Regions from separate parts of the Zea mays genome. Here region 1 is linked to region 2. Evidence: chromatin contacts called from public Hi-C data. All regions are on one chromosome and are shown on one strand. Each heading gives the region's core, a stretch centred on a gene start, on an enhancer-like site or on the middle of the called end of the contact. The rest is flanking DNA. Distances are from core to core; before and after follow the strand shown.

Region 1 (6,750 bases), core at 3,075-5,574, 740 kb before region 2:
CTACTGTTTTCCACGCAATAAGGGAGAAAAGGCAATGACTACTATTACACTGACACTTGGGAAATTCGTTCCAATTCAATCGGGATTTTTCTTCTTTTTATGAAATAGTCAAGGGATTTATTACTGAAATGTACTCCCCAGAAGAGATGGAGGTTGTGATGCTGTTAGTCGATCTGGGTCAACTAGACTGACCAAGGAAAGCATCCAGTTTTTAACAAACTGGTTCATGAAAATTGTGGTGGTTCCAAATATACTAGCTTTTGTCCCAGTCTATAGAAGTTGGATTCTCAGTTTCTTAAAAACCAAGAAGCTAATCCCATCTAGCTAAAGGCAGTTTATAGAAATTGAGGTGGTTCTAAAAACTATTAACCAGTTTTTTTATAAATCACTTTATAGAAACTGAAGTTAGAAACTAGATTCTTAAAAACTAGGTTGCTTCCAAACATGGCCTAAGGGTCTGTTTGGAAGCACCTAGTTTTTTTTATAGAAATTGACGTGGTTCCAAACTAATTTATAGAAATTGGATTCCTAGTTTCTTAAAAAACCAAGAAGCTAGTCTTCTCTAGCTAAAATCAATTTATAAAAATTAAGGTGATTCTAAACACCATTAACCTTTTTTTTTATAAACTAGTTTCTAGAAACTGGATTCTTAAGAGCTTAAGTTGTTCCACACGAAAAAATTACGGTATCGAGGAGCAGGAGCATATATATGAACTGAAAACTACTACTGTAGTAGATTATTAAACCTTTACCGGTTGACTGATTCACTTCACACGGTGTCAGGAGTGAGTGCCAATCAAGGAAGCTGAATCTCTTGTTTATCACTACCGCCTATAGTTTTGGTCGTCTCTGTTGCCACTGGCCTCAGCTGTTGTAAACACTTGTTTCTGGTTTATTAATACAGAGAGTCAAAGATGGATGCTTCTCATGCGTGTACTTCAAAGAAGTTTTAGTTAATCATAATTTGAAATCAATTTCTGAAATTCTAGTGTCCATAGCCTGCTTCAGGATTTTATTCTCTGATTGTACTACGAACCCAACTGGGGTGCTGTCCCTTTTGGCCTCTGTTTATATCAATACTGATGATCCTGTGGACTGACAGACAGTTTTAAACTTTATCTGGTCTTGCTCAGTCTACTGCGGGAGAGGGGACAAGAAAACGAAAAGGGGCAAAAGGTTCAACCATTCATATGGCAATGTGAGTGCTCCAGCACAATTTACATCGCATTTTTGGTTTTTTCCCCCTGTTCTGTTTTATTTAGCTGTCTGATCATGTCTAGGCGAGGCCGCGCAACAAGAAGAAGGGAACTGGGCCTGCGCGGCTCTTTGCCCCTCCTGCTCCTCCAAGGAAGGATCAGTTCGATGATGGGGAGATCATTTCAATCGAGATTGACGAGGACATCCTGGAATAGGTTGTCCGAGTTCTGCCTTGCTTTATATTTGCCCTGAGCTTAATTGGCCTAGTTTGTACCAAATCAAATACTACATATTTTAAGTAATTATTTCCTCGCCTATAATTATCGATGGGTAGGCTGCCACACTTTCATTTGGCTAGTAATGTTCCTACTACTGACTGGGTTCTTTATTTTCCTTTCCAGCTGCTGAGTTCTTTACTCTCTTCAAAATGAAACTGTGTCGAAATAAGTTTTTTTTAGAAGATATTAAATGATTCATCTAGTGGTAACGGAGAGATTACACGTTTCATTTGTAAGGGGATTAATAAGATTTAATCTCTTTCAATCCTCTTCTAACCGAACAATCCAGCCCTAACAGGTAAAACAAAATCCAACTAGCGATTTATTCATACGTCAGCAATGTGCAAAGATCTTGCGTGCTGAACTAATGATCGTGTTGTGTTATTAATATGTGTTGCAATGATGTAAGTTTTGTTTCAAACTTCAGCTAACACTTTCAGGTCTCTTGCTATGCCAATCTCTCACGAGTGTCTCAGCAAAATATGATCCAAACAAGTTGCTGTCTCCAACTCAGCATATATGAATTTTTGCCGACTCCAACTCAGCATATAGAATTGTTTTTGCCGATACATAGCCAGAATTACAGCATAGTTGATAGAACAAAAAAAGGGAGCTGCTCGATTCTCCATCGGCAGGACCAACTTACACGAAATTTAACAGCAAAGAGACTAATTAACATACAAATATAAAGATAACCATCATCCCACATAGGAAGCATGTTTTTTGGATGTCCGAAAATAAGCTCTAACGAGCAAACCACACTCCGCAACCTAGCTCGTAGGCAGGAGTTCCAAAACGGGCACGCAAAGAGAAGCAACTCAGTACTTGTAGTCCTTGACGTGGAGGCTCTCGGTGTCGGCGGCAGCATCACCCTTGTAGGTGCCGAGGGTAGCCTCAGAGTTGGCCTTGCACCTGGCGAGGAAGGCAGCTCTAGCCTTCTCCAGGTTCTCCACCTTGCCAGCCCAGGCCTTGAGGGTGCTCGCCTGGAGGGCACGGCCGAAGGAGAAAGACAGGGACCACGGCTTCTTGGTGCTGAGCTTGTTCATGGCATTGAGGTTGCGGGTGGCCTCCTCCTCGCTCTGTCCACCAGAGAGGAAGACAACAGCAGGCACAGCAGCAGGGACGGTCCTCTGGAGGGTACGGACGGTGTACTCAGCAATCACCTCAGGGGTCACCTTCTTGGAGTCGGAGCCTGGAGTCACCATGTTGGGCTTCAGGAGGGTACCCTCCAGGAGGACATGGTGCTCGTTGAGCGCCTTGTAGCAGGCAGCAAGGACGGTCTCAGTGACGTAAGCGCAGCGATCAATGTCATGAGGGCCATCAACAAGGATCTCAGGCTCAACAATTGGCACCAGACCATTCTCCTGGCAGATGATGGCATAGCGAGCCAGACCCTGAGCGTTCAGGTCGATGGCAAGCTGTGATGGCTCATTAGGGCCAATCTTGAGAACAGCGCGCCACTTGGCAAAGCGGGCACCTGCCTCGTAGTACTTGGCGCAACGCTTGCCAAGGTCGTCATGGCCTTGGGTGGTGGTCTCCTTATCAGTGCCAACAACCTCAATGGTGCCCTTGTCAACCTTGATGCCAGGGAGGACGCCTCCCTCCTTGAGGACATCAACAAAAGGCTTGCCATCCTTGGTCTTCTGGTACAGGGTCTCCTCGAAGAGGATCACACCGCTGATGTACTGGAGAGCACCAGGGCAGCAGAATAGGAGCTCACGGAGGGCACGGCGGTTCTCCTCAACGTTCTCGACATTGATGCTGGAAAGGCGCTTGCCAATGGTGCCAGTGGACTCATCAGCAGCAAGGATACCCTTGCCGGGGGTGCCAATGTAGGCAGCATTCTTGATGAGCTCATCTGCAAAACAATATGCATAATAAGCATGGCTATCTACCAGGTACCAAGGCTATACTGAATAATACAAAATGACTTCCATTATCAAATCAGGAGGCCATCCTGAATAATACAAAATAAACTTTAATTATTAATTCAGGAAGTTTACTGTTTATTAACCAAAAACTGCTTTATATATAATTGTATCGGCATAAACATCATGACTAAAAGGAACCACAGATCAAGATTAGACTAGCACAAAGCTTTAAACGATTTACATATCTGACTGTCCTAGATGTATATGCGTCCAGCATCTATTCTAGTAGCCATGAAACAACAGGCAAATATATTTAGATTGAACAAACAGGCTATATATAATTTGAAACAACCATATAAAAACTAGTCCCTCTATTTTTGTATAAAACTTGCTAGCAGGAGAATATGTTTCATCAACTGGAAACAGGACGAGCAGATGCATACCACTATATGTATGTATAAAATCGAAGCAAAAAGTAAGCAAATCCCATATCCAAACCGATCAGAGGCATCACCTTTTGGCAACCACCAAGCCCCTGGCGGGCACACGACAGCACAATCCTGTACGGATCTAAAAAAAATCCACAAATCCTACAACTGAACGAGTCTCTCAGACCTATACGAATCGTTAGGCTAGGCCACCAGATTTCTGTCCACACATTCCATTTCAAACTCCGATCTGTGGACAGTACAGTCTACAAAGAGTGTTCTCCCGTCCATATAGCCGTTAGCCTTAGCATACCCATCAATCACAGCGAGATCTGAGCGCACCAACAACGAAACAACTAAACAGATCTACGATACACGAGACCTAAAGGCATCACAAGCAGATCAGCAACGAAGATCAGCAACGAACGAGGATACGATCACGACAGGGGGGGAGGAGGAGACGATGGGACGTACCCTTGTACTTTCCGCAGTAGGCCGACATGATCGATGCTCGACGCGACGGAGGCTACGAAGATCGCAGGCGAGGTGGTGTTGGGAGGAATGGTTAAGGCAGGCGGGGGATGCGGACGACGACGGGTGTATTTAAAGACGGTTTGGGCTTGGCCAAGGGGAAAGAAACCAGCGAAAGGGGGATCTGATCTGGGTGCGCCACCGGAGCCGGCGGATCGAACCTTGTGCGGCGCGCCCGGTTCGGCGCGGCGCTGCCCCCGGTTTTCATGTGCAGTCTCGTCGACGCGGCTTTCTGGTTTTTTGTTTTGGTTGGGCTGGGCGGCCGGTTCTCTTTCTCCACGAGGCATATCTATCTATTTTTTACCATATATTTTGGCTGCTATATACAACATAGTGTAAAGTGCATCGGTGACATCGAGTCTTTTTTGTTGTTAACTGGTTATTACAAAGGCGCTTTCCAGCTTCGAATTATTAGAATAACTATGGTTTCCGTACCTTCTATATGTGGGATTATCATTTTAGTAAACACCATTCCAAGACAAAAAAAAGATAATAATTAAAACATAGAGTGCAGTTGGATACAGCATGTGATAATCATATTTTCCAATGTTTTTTTTGTTAAATATTTATTTTCGTTGTTTATATACGTAGATTCGATTATCATAGCTAGGGCCTTGGCCCGAATTTTTTGTATTTTAGCCCTTAAACAGAAGTAAAATCACGTTTAGACCTAAAAAAATTTTAAATGCAGTTTTGGACCCTTAGCTCGGCGCCATAGGCCGTGGCGCCGAGCTAACACAGCTCGGCGCCACAGGCTGTGGCGCCGAGCTGTGACGTGGCCGCAACGGCTAGTTGCGTCTAGGGCTGACCTGGCTCTGGCGTGGCGGCGGCGCGGCCTCGTAGCTCGGCGCCACAGATCTTGGCGCCGAGCTACGAATTCCTATAAAAACGCCCGCGCGGCTGGACGAGAGCAGCTCATTTCGGTCCATTTCCAAACTTCGTGAAAATTTGCTAGATTGAAAGATTTGAGTTGGTTCACTTCGTAGGCCAAGGTATGATTTACAACTGATTCGTTTTGTATATTGGGTTGTTAGTTTAATAATTTGTATACACCTATTATATTATCATTTCGATTATTAGTTTGTGTAAACTTATTATAAAGCATAATAAGTACAAGTGATAATTATAATCGTTTATTAGATGAAAGACATGTACCGAGAGGCGTTGTGGCAGAAGAGAGGTCGTCCTCGGGAGTTATATCCGGACGTATCTAGTAAGGATGCTCCTGTTCCTCCTGAACTCCCCGTGCCTAACTGTGACTGTGGCAGACTGGCTTGGGTACATCAATCACAACATCCAGACACGGCTGCTCGCTGCTACTACCTTTGTGGCACTTTGGACGTACGTAGCTTATGACTTGTCACTTAATTTTGTTCCCATTCATTATTTTGTAGATATGTAATAGTGCATATTTCCATTATTTTAGGGACATCAGAAGTGTTTCTTTTTCCAGTGGATCGATGGTCCTGATAAATTTGACCCTCGATATCTTCTTTTCGTTAATTGGTTGAGTGGAAAGACCAGTCATGAGCGTTTTAAGCGTTGGGTACCTCCTCCCCCGAATCCTCCACCAATGACGGATGCGGAGAAGGAGGTAGCAATAGAAAGACGGATGGACTCACCGCCTCGATGCGATTGTGGAGACCGTGCTGTCATCGACGAAGACTATGACAAGCAGTTCTGTTGTCCGAACATTGATTATGTGAGCCCATTGATACGCTAAATGTATGAAGTAGTTTTTATTTACAATAAATTACTAATTTTTTCTCTTGCAGCCATACGGGTGGCGTAAGTGTCGTTTCAGAGAGTGGTTGTATGGTCCTTTGTCCCATTGGCCAGAGCCAGAGGTAAAGGAAAAGAGATACATGGGGTGGGCGGCAGAAGAGGTCAAATTTGATCCAGTACTCTGCAAATGTGGTATTGAAGCTAAGTATGGATTAGTTCCTTCGGAGCTTGGTGTTGGATATTTTTGTGGACATATGGTCGATTACGATGAGGTTGGTATTTTTTTGCACCAGATGTAATGTTATAGCGGTACTTACTATTTTTTTTGTAGGAGACGAGGAAATGCAGTTGGGAGAGTTACGACGACAAAGGAGAGGTGATGCGCACAATAGAGTCCAAGAGAATAATGGGACAGAAGATGCGTTGTGGATCTCGGCTCGTTGATTCGTACATTAACGACCGCATACGCGACATGCGTAGGGAAGCAAAATCTGCCTTTTATGATAGCCCGAAGCGTGCAGAGTATAGGAGGTTGAAGGCGGCAGATGAGAAGAGAGCACATGATGCAAGGGAATGGGAAGCGGCTCAAGCCGAGAAACAGATGTTGGATAATCTTGCTGATCGCCTCAAGGGAAGTAAGTGAGATAAATGATATTATAATTATGTTAGTACAATTTATTTATTCTGACTTTGCTAACTTAATTTTCTCATTATATTTGC
Region 2 (6,835 bases), core at 918-3,417:
ATTGCAAAACCCATTGCCAATACATACTGCTTGCTAATAAGAAGTGCTGCATGAGAAGCAACTTCATTACTAACAATACTGCCAAAAATAAAGAGAGGATAATGCAAAGTATAATCTAAACTGTAAGTATCAACAAGCGACAGCCAAATGCTTCTCCAGGTGCTGTTTGATCAGTGTCCAGTAGCTAAATAAAGTTTTGAACTTTTGGTTGTATTATTTGATTGCACGTTTTGTCCACAGAAGACCTACAAAACTTTGAGAACCCTTGATATATTCACCATTTCCATCAAAGCCAGAATTTAAAAAATTAACAGTTTAAAACAAAAACCAGCATCATGCTAGGCCAAGTTTCAGGAATTATTTATGTACTTCTTAGTGTTCTGAAATGAAAATACCGTGAACATTGGTGCAACCTAATCCCTGTTTGGAAGGAAAGCATGGTTTGATCACATACTACATGAGCTGGCCCAATGCAAGCTGCAGTTGCACAAGCCCAATTAGAAGTAACTAATTCCATACTCTATTTGCTTTGATGGGAAGAGTAAAGACTCCTACAGAGATTTTATGTTTGATTTGTTCTATGCATGTATATTGGGTAGGGCTTCAGAAACAAGAGCCTACGAGTCAGATGGGAACAGGGGGCAGCAATTCTGAAATCGGTGGCTTTGCAATTCCACCAGCAAGTCCAACAGAAAGATGACTCTCAGGTGATCATCAAGACTTGAAGACTTCAGTTCTTTGCTGCTTGGAAGTCACTCTTCGCTGGCTTGCGTGCCGTGGCACCCTCATCTGGCTTGTAATAGGTTGGTTCAGTTTTTAGTGTTAGCTTCTTATGAATGGCAGGCCTAGTGCAGTGGTGAGAGCTGTCTCACTGAGTCACCAGATTGCGGGTTTGAAGCGGCCTCTCCGCATTTGCGTGAAAAATGCATGCCTTGGTTTATCCTTTCCCCAGACCCCACTCATGTAGCGTCCTCCAGCAGCAAGTCTGCTCTTCTTATGTCGATCTGAAACTTGTTGTTTGCTGTGTGTGGCATACTCGCCGTCTGAAACTGGGAAATGACTTGAAACCAGTGCAATTTACTTACCGTCCATAATGAAATTCGGTTCATCCATTGTGGAAAAAACTAATGATTTATGAAGCAATTAAATTTTTTATAAGCTTCATTTGTCAAAACATGTTCACTGAAGAACTTTGATCGTACTTTCTAATTTTCGAGATTTTAACTGAAAATCCAGGCCCACTGTGATATGTTCCTTAAATTCTAAATTCAATAGGAGCAACACTTGGCAGCTTGTTTCTATTAAATGAAACAGACAGGTGCTAGCTGCTAAAGTTGACGTAGATCAGATAGCAAGCGCAGTTTACAAAATATATAGACTACAAAGTCCACTACAAATACTCTGGCTAGGCCAAATGGCATTTCAAACCCAAGCAAGAAATTGTGAAGACACACATCTTTACTCAGCAGAAATTTGCTTCAACTACTCAGTGAGACTGCTAGAATCTAGTAACGAGACTGAGGTGGAATCTAGGAATCCCTCAATACAACTTTGATATCTAGTAAACCTCACGAGCACAAATCAACTCACCCAACGAAGGCGATCTGTTTTAACTTCTGAGCAGAGCGCTAGAATTTGGGATTTGCATAAGACCAGTTTCAAATCCACCGAATTTCACGAGCACACAGTCCAAGGCACACTCAAATCGCAAGAGACATGAGGTCATGGTGCACTCACAAGTAGCGGTGACGTTCTGGCGGCCGTGGAAAGCGGCAGCGAGGACGTACTCGGAGCCGTGGAAGAAGACCAGCGCGGCCGCAAACTGCCAGGCCTGTCTCCGCCCCGACATGGTCAGGGTGGAGATCTGGAGCACCAGGCTTGCGCTAGGGCTCTGGGGTGCTGCCGTGCTAGGAGGAGATCAGTGGCGGAGACAACCACGAATCCAAGACCGGGCACAGACACAAAGTGGAGAAGGGAGGGCGTGGTCAGGCCTCACTGCCTCAGGCGGCCGTCGGCCGGACGTGGCCAGTGCCCGGTGGCCGGGCGGGCGCAGAGGCTAGATGGTGGGAGGTTGCCGGCTCACGGGGTGGCGGCGGGCGCGTCTGGCGGCGAGGAGGTGAAGGTGACGTTGTGGAGGTGGACTGGTGGAGGCGAGGCGCTGAGATGTGCCGTGTGCGGCAGTCGCGAGGAGATGGAGGCGCGCCCCCAAAAGACTTTCGGTTGCATAGGGACAAGAGGAGATCAAGGAAATTAAATTATTTTCTAATTAATTTTTGATTAAAAGGAGATTTAATCTTCTCTTATCTTCTTCTAACCGAACAAATCTTAAAGTGACGACGATTAGCCGAGGACGAGACGTGTGGAGACGAAGACCAGGATGCGAAAGCATAGGGTTTGGTCATTATCAAATTGTTCACTTGATTTTAATATGAAACAACTTCTATTGTTTTTACAATGTTTCATCTCTATGGATTACAGATAAAGCAGTCCAAACAACTGGCTCTAATTCAAAGTGAATAGGCCACATATGTTTTGGGTTGGGCCAAGTCAGGCCTTAGCTTCGCCACTAGAGGACATGCTTGGTCGCGAGGTGGGTCGAGGAAGGGATACCGCGTGCATGCATACGCTTTTAGACCAAAGGTATACCTATGCTTTTATCCACACACACCTGTATGGGAAAAGCGAAGTTAGTACTGGCTCGCGTTTGTGCTCCTAGTACCACAACATCAGCGGTGTACCACGTCGTTGCACGTGTCGACGCTGTTATGAGATTGCGGTGGCGGTGAGAGGTTTGCAGCGCTACTAGAGATGGGTCCACTGCGATGGAGAAGGTGACGGGAGGGATCGGGAGCGGTTGCTCGGGAGGTGGGGCTAGTTGGGTTCGTCTTGTGCTCGAACAACAACATGGTTAGACTAGACCCGAAAGCAACGTGGTTGAGATAGAGAGTAGCAGGGAGCATGCAACACTAAATGAAGAGAGCCTATGCTTCAAAACATCACACTCAGAGTTATGCCAGAAACTCTTTACCAAATCCATTTCATCAAATCCAACAACGTATTCCAAGATTCATGTGGTTCGAGCAACTGCTAATCGAAGGGCATAGAGAAACCAAATCTTACAAGCTAAGGCGATAACAGATTCTGCAAGCTACACATGCATAATAACAAGGATTGGATTTGAATACAGAAGGCGAGGGAAGGGGAAGAGATTGTGTCACCACATAGTACCTTTTTGTCCTAGTGAAGGGCAGTCCATATGTGGACCCTATCTGGACTGCCAGAAGAGGTACGCACCGAAGGTCATCGCGAAGTAGGTCGCCACCCGCACCATATTCTTTCCCTTCTTTGATCTCTCTAGTTGCGCCCCTTCCTTCGGCTCCACCATCGATTTGGGGATTTTGCAATGGCTGCGGGATGTAGCTTCTTCTAGGCATGAAGTACCACCAATGGACGACCCAGTATCTCTTCCGACCTTAGAGGAGCTATATGGGTTGGACCTTTATTCCCTTATGGGTCTAAATCGGTTGTGACTATGGGCATGTTTGATACATGAACTAACGAGAATATCAATATAGGGTTAATTCTAAACTAATAAAAGCTAACGATAGCTAATTGATGATTAGAGTCTATTAATTTCCATTAACTTATAATTGTATTGTATTTTTTATATTTTCGCAAGGTGAGCTAATTTTTAGCTCTATGATAAGAGCGCTCTTATTCATATAAGTAATCACTAACACACCTTTCTAGCCTTTCTAGTCATACCCCTTCAAAGGCCCTATTTTTACACTTGTACATAGTTCCTTCCTAGCTCCCACTTAAATAGAGTCAGTGTGCGCCTAGGAAACCTAGAATATAGTGGTATATGTCAGTTGACCCCAATGCTAAGTAGTTCATCAAAGATGCCTAGAGGCAACACCCTAGGAATAGTGAAGGCATGGCACGAATACGCTCTGCCATGGTGGGTCATTCTTTTTGTCCTAATCCATCCTTGATCAACATCTACCAGATGTCTCACCACCCTCCCGAGCCATTAGCTAAGGCCCTAAAATGGTTTAGGCAAAAAGTCGTAGGAATATAGCTAAGAATTGTGTAAGTAAGGCCCCCCGACATGGTAGAACTTTATGGCCTTCTTCATGACTTTATGCATGAATGATTTTTTACCTATCCTATGAAGCCTATCCTCATGTAACTCCTTCTTTGGCCCCCAAGGTGCTAGCACACTAGCTCAACAAGCAGGAGGTGGCATACTCATAAATAGCCAATCATGGTTCAAGTACTCTCTACTTATGAAACAATTTCCTTAATTGTTTTACCATACCTTTTGGGGGTCCAACTCTTAGATTAAAATGCAACCCTTTTGATCTCTTGTATAACAAAGTCATTGCATCTTTGCACAAGCTAGGATGGGTTGGTTTCTAGCAGCATGTCCCTGTGCTAAATGGAATGATAAATATGCCTGAAGGCAGTACCCCAACAATAGTCAAATCATGCTATAGATTTGCTCTACTATGGTGGGTCACTCTTCTCGGCCCGGTCTGCCCTTCCTTTGCTCCATCACACATGGGCTTGCTCTTGTGACACCACCATTCTAAGTCATCAGCTGGGCCTTAAAGAGGTTCTAAGAGTAGCATAAAAAACTTATAGATACGTATAGTGTAAGGGTGGCCGATGATAAGGTAATTTTTATTGCTTTCTCTAAGATTGCATGTAGGAATAACCTATACTTCTACTTATGCAGCATATTGCCCTCTTAGGGGCCTTGATGCTATCGGTGTCCTAAGGGCCATGCGAGTCCTATGCGAGCTTCTTGCACTATCAAGGGCCCCATATCCCAATAGTGATAGAACTTGAGGGGGGATTTGACAAAATGTGCTTAGGACCCTTATGGCGCCAAGGGTATTGTTTATGACTATGATACCACCACTTGGCCCTAGAACAACATCGAGCCAAGGGAAAGATCAATTCAGGGTCCATGGCATTATAGGGGGCCCAAAACCTACATTGCCCTACTCTTAGTTACTAGGCCCATAAGACCCCTAGAGTTTGAGGCAAAACTACTTTGGGACCTTTCTATGCTAAGCTCTTCAAACTTATTAAACCTCATATCCTGGGGCCCATGGAACAAATAAAGCCAACCCCTTGTGATGTTAAGTAGGTCGGGTCTAGCTTGGGTGGGAATCTGACATCGGTTTGGTGGTTGTGTGAACCCGGGTCCATTCAGCCATGAAATTAGCAAGAGATTGACTTTTGACTACATGGTAGGGGGACAAAGTTGATGTTGATCTCCGCCGGCTTTGCCTCCCACTTTGTGATGCATTCTATTGAATGCGGGTTATGAAGTATCGCTAATAGTGGGAAGGATGTAACCACTAGGATTGAATGCAGCTTGGAAATTAAATAATGGCACAACTTTTAGGATGCAACAAGGATTATGTACAAATCTTCTACGTCTTAAGGTACCTTGCCATGGCATCATAGAGGACTTCGCTAGCAAAATATACAGACCACTATACATGACACACGACATAATAAGAGGGGGGTGACTCAAGGGGGTTAGGACCTAGGAAATAGGGGTCTTAGTGCAAGGTCCCATAGACTCTAACCATATCTCAACCTATAGGATCATAGTCCATCCCCACAGACCAACACATGTCTTTTCTATACACTCTATCCTCACAAATGTGCACCCGAGAGCCCTCTAGGATCATAAACAATCCCCCATAGGCCAACACGAGTCTTTTCTGCACACTTTGTCCTAACTCATGTGTACTCAAGAAAACTTCCTAGTCGGCCACCAATCCCAAAATTACTATAAGCCAATCACTCATGTGATGCTCTAAGCCAAGTGCGCAGAAAAGACTTCCCCTCTTGGCCACGTTTGTGTCTAGTTTTATCATATGCCATGCCATGTGATTATTCTAAGTCCACATGCGACATGCATCAACCATTTGCTCAAACCCCTATCCCACATGTGCCACAAAACTTTGATGGTTGGCTCTAATACCATTTGTAACACCCCAGCCACTCTCAGACAAGTGGTAGTTACTCCTGTAATCATTTAGGATCATAGACCAGCCCAATAGACCAACATGGGTCCTTTCTATGCACTTTGTCCTTAATCATTCACACCCGAGAAAACTTTTTCGTCGATTAGTCATTCCGAAATTGCTCTAAGCCAACCATGCTTAACCTAGAGGTTCTTTCAAGATAGGCTTTCGAAAAACGGGACACCTTATTAGTATGAGTATTCTATCAATCCTATTAAGCCTTAGGCCAGGATATCACATCATCCAACTCGTGCAAAGGAGATGTGGCCTCAGCTTTAGGACCAGAGCCACTTAGGGCCTTAGTAGGAACCAGAGGCTCTTATCATTCACCAAGAGACTTGAGAGATGTTTGGGCCTTGAGTGTTCATGGGAGGGGCCTACTGATAGCCAGGGGCTCCAAGCTTTCAACAACTATGTTAGGACCACTAAGGACCCTAGTGAGAGCTCCCAACATTCACAACACACTATGAGAGATGTCGAGGGCCTCTGGTATTCATGGGAGGACCTATGTCAGCTATGGTCTCCTAGATTTCAATGATTGGGTCATAGCCTCTTAGGGCCCTAGTAGGGATAGGTGCTCTCGACATTCAATAAGGTTCCAAGAGATGTTGAGGGCCTCAAGTGTTCACGAGAGGGCTGGTGGTGGCTAGGAGCACTCATCTTTCAACAATTGGAACCTTGCTGTCAGGGTTGAATGTTAGGAAGTGGAAGTGAGTAAGTACAGAAGGTATGAATTAATGAACTCTTCTGTAAGCATGTGGAATTTAGTACAGAGAAGGTAACAA

Evidence for each region. A called contact is a pair of places that touch in the nucleus more often than the background predicts.
Region 1: a contact with region 2 is called in a Hi-C map of endosperm, with 2.9 times the contacts expected there. The contact joins the promoter of LOC542261 here to the promoter of LOC100284671 in region 2. A contact is called at or near these places in 3 of 25 Hi-C or Micro-C datasets (bundle sheath, endosperm and tassel).

Annotation. Positions count from the first base shown.
Region 1 is chr3:170,385,329-170,392,078 of Zm-B73-REFERENCE-NAM-5.0, reverse strand. LOC542261 (aldolase 1) reads right to left here and starts at 4,324. Exons shown (of 2, transcript NM_001111866.2): 1 at 4,249-4,324; 2 at 1,995-3,333. The coding sequence starts at 4,276. The coding sequence ends at 2,294. LOC100282000 (30S ribosomal protein S31, chloroplastic-like) reads left to right here. Exons shown (of 3, transcript NM_001154915.2): 2 at 1,134-1,198; 3 at 1,281-1,625. The coding sequence ends at 1,412.
Region 2 is chr3:169,647,385-169,654,219 of Zm-B73-REFERENCE-NAM-5.0, reverse strand. LOC100284671 reads right to left here and starts at 2,167. Exons shown (of 5, transcript NM_001365697.1): 1 at 1,738-2,167; 2 at 1-46. The coding sequence starts at 1,849.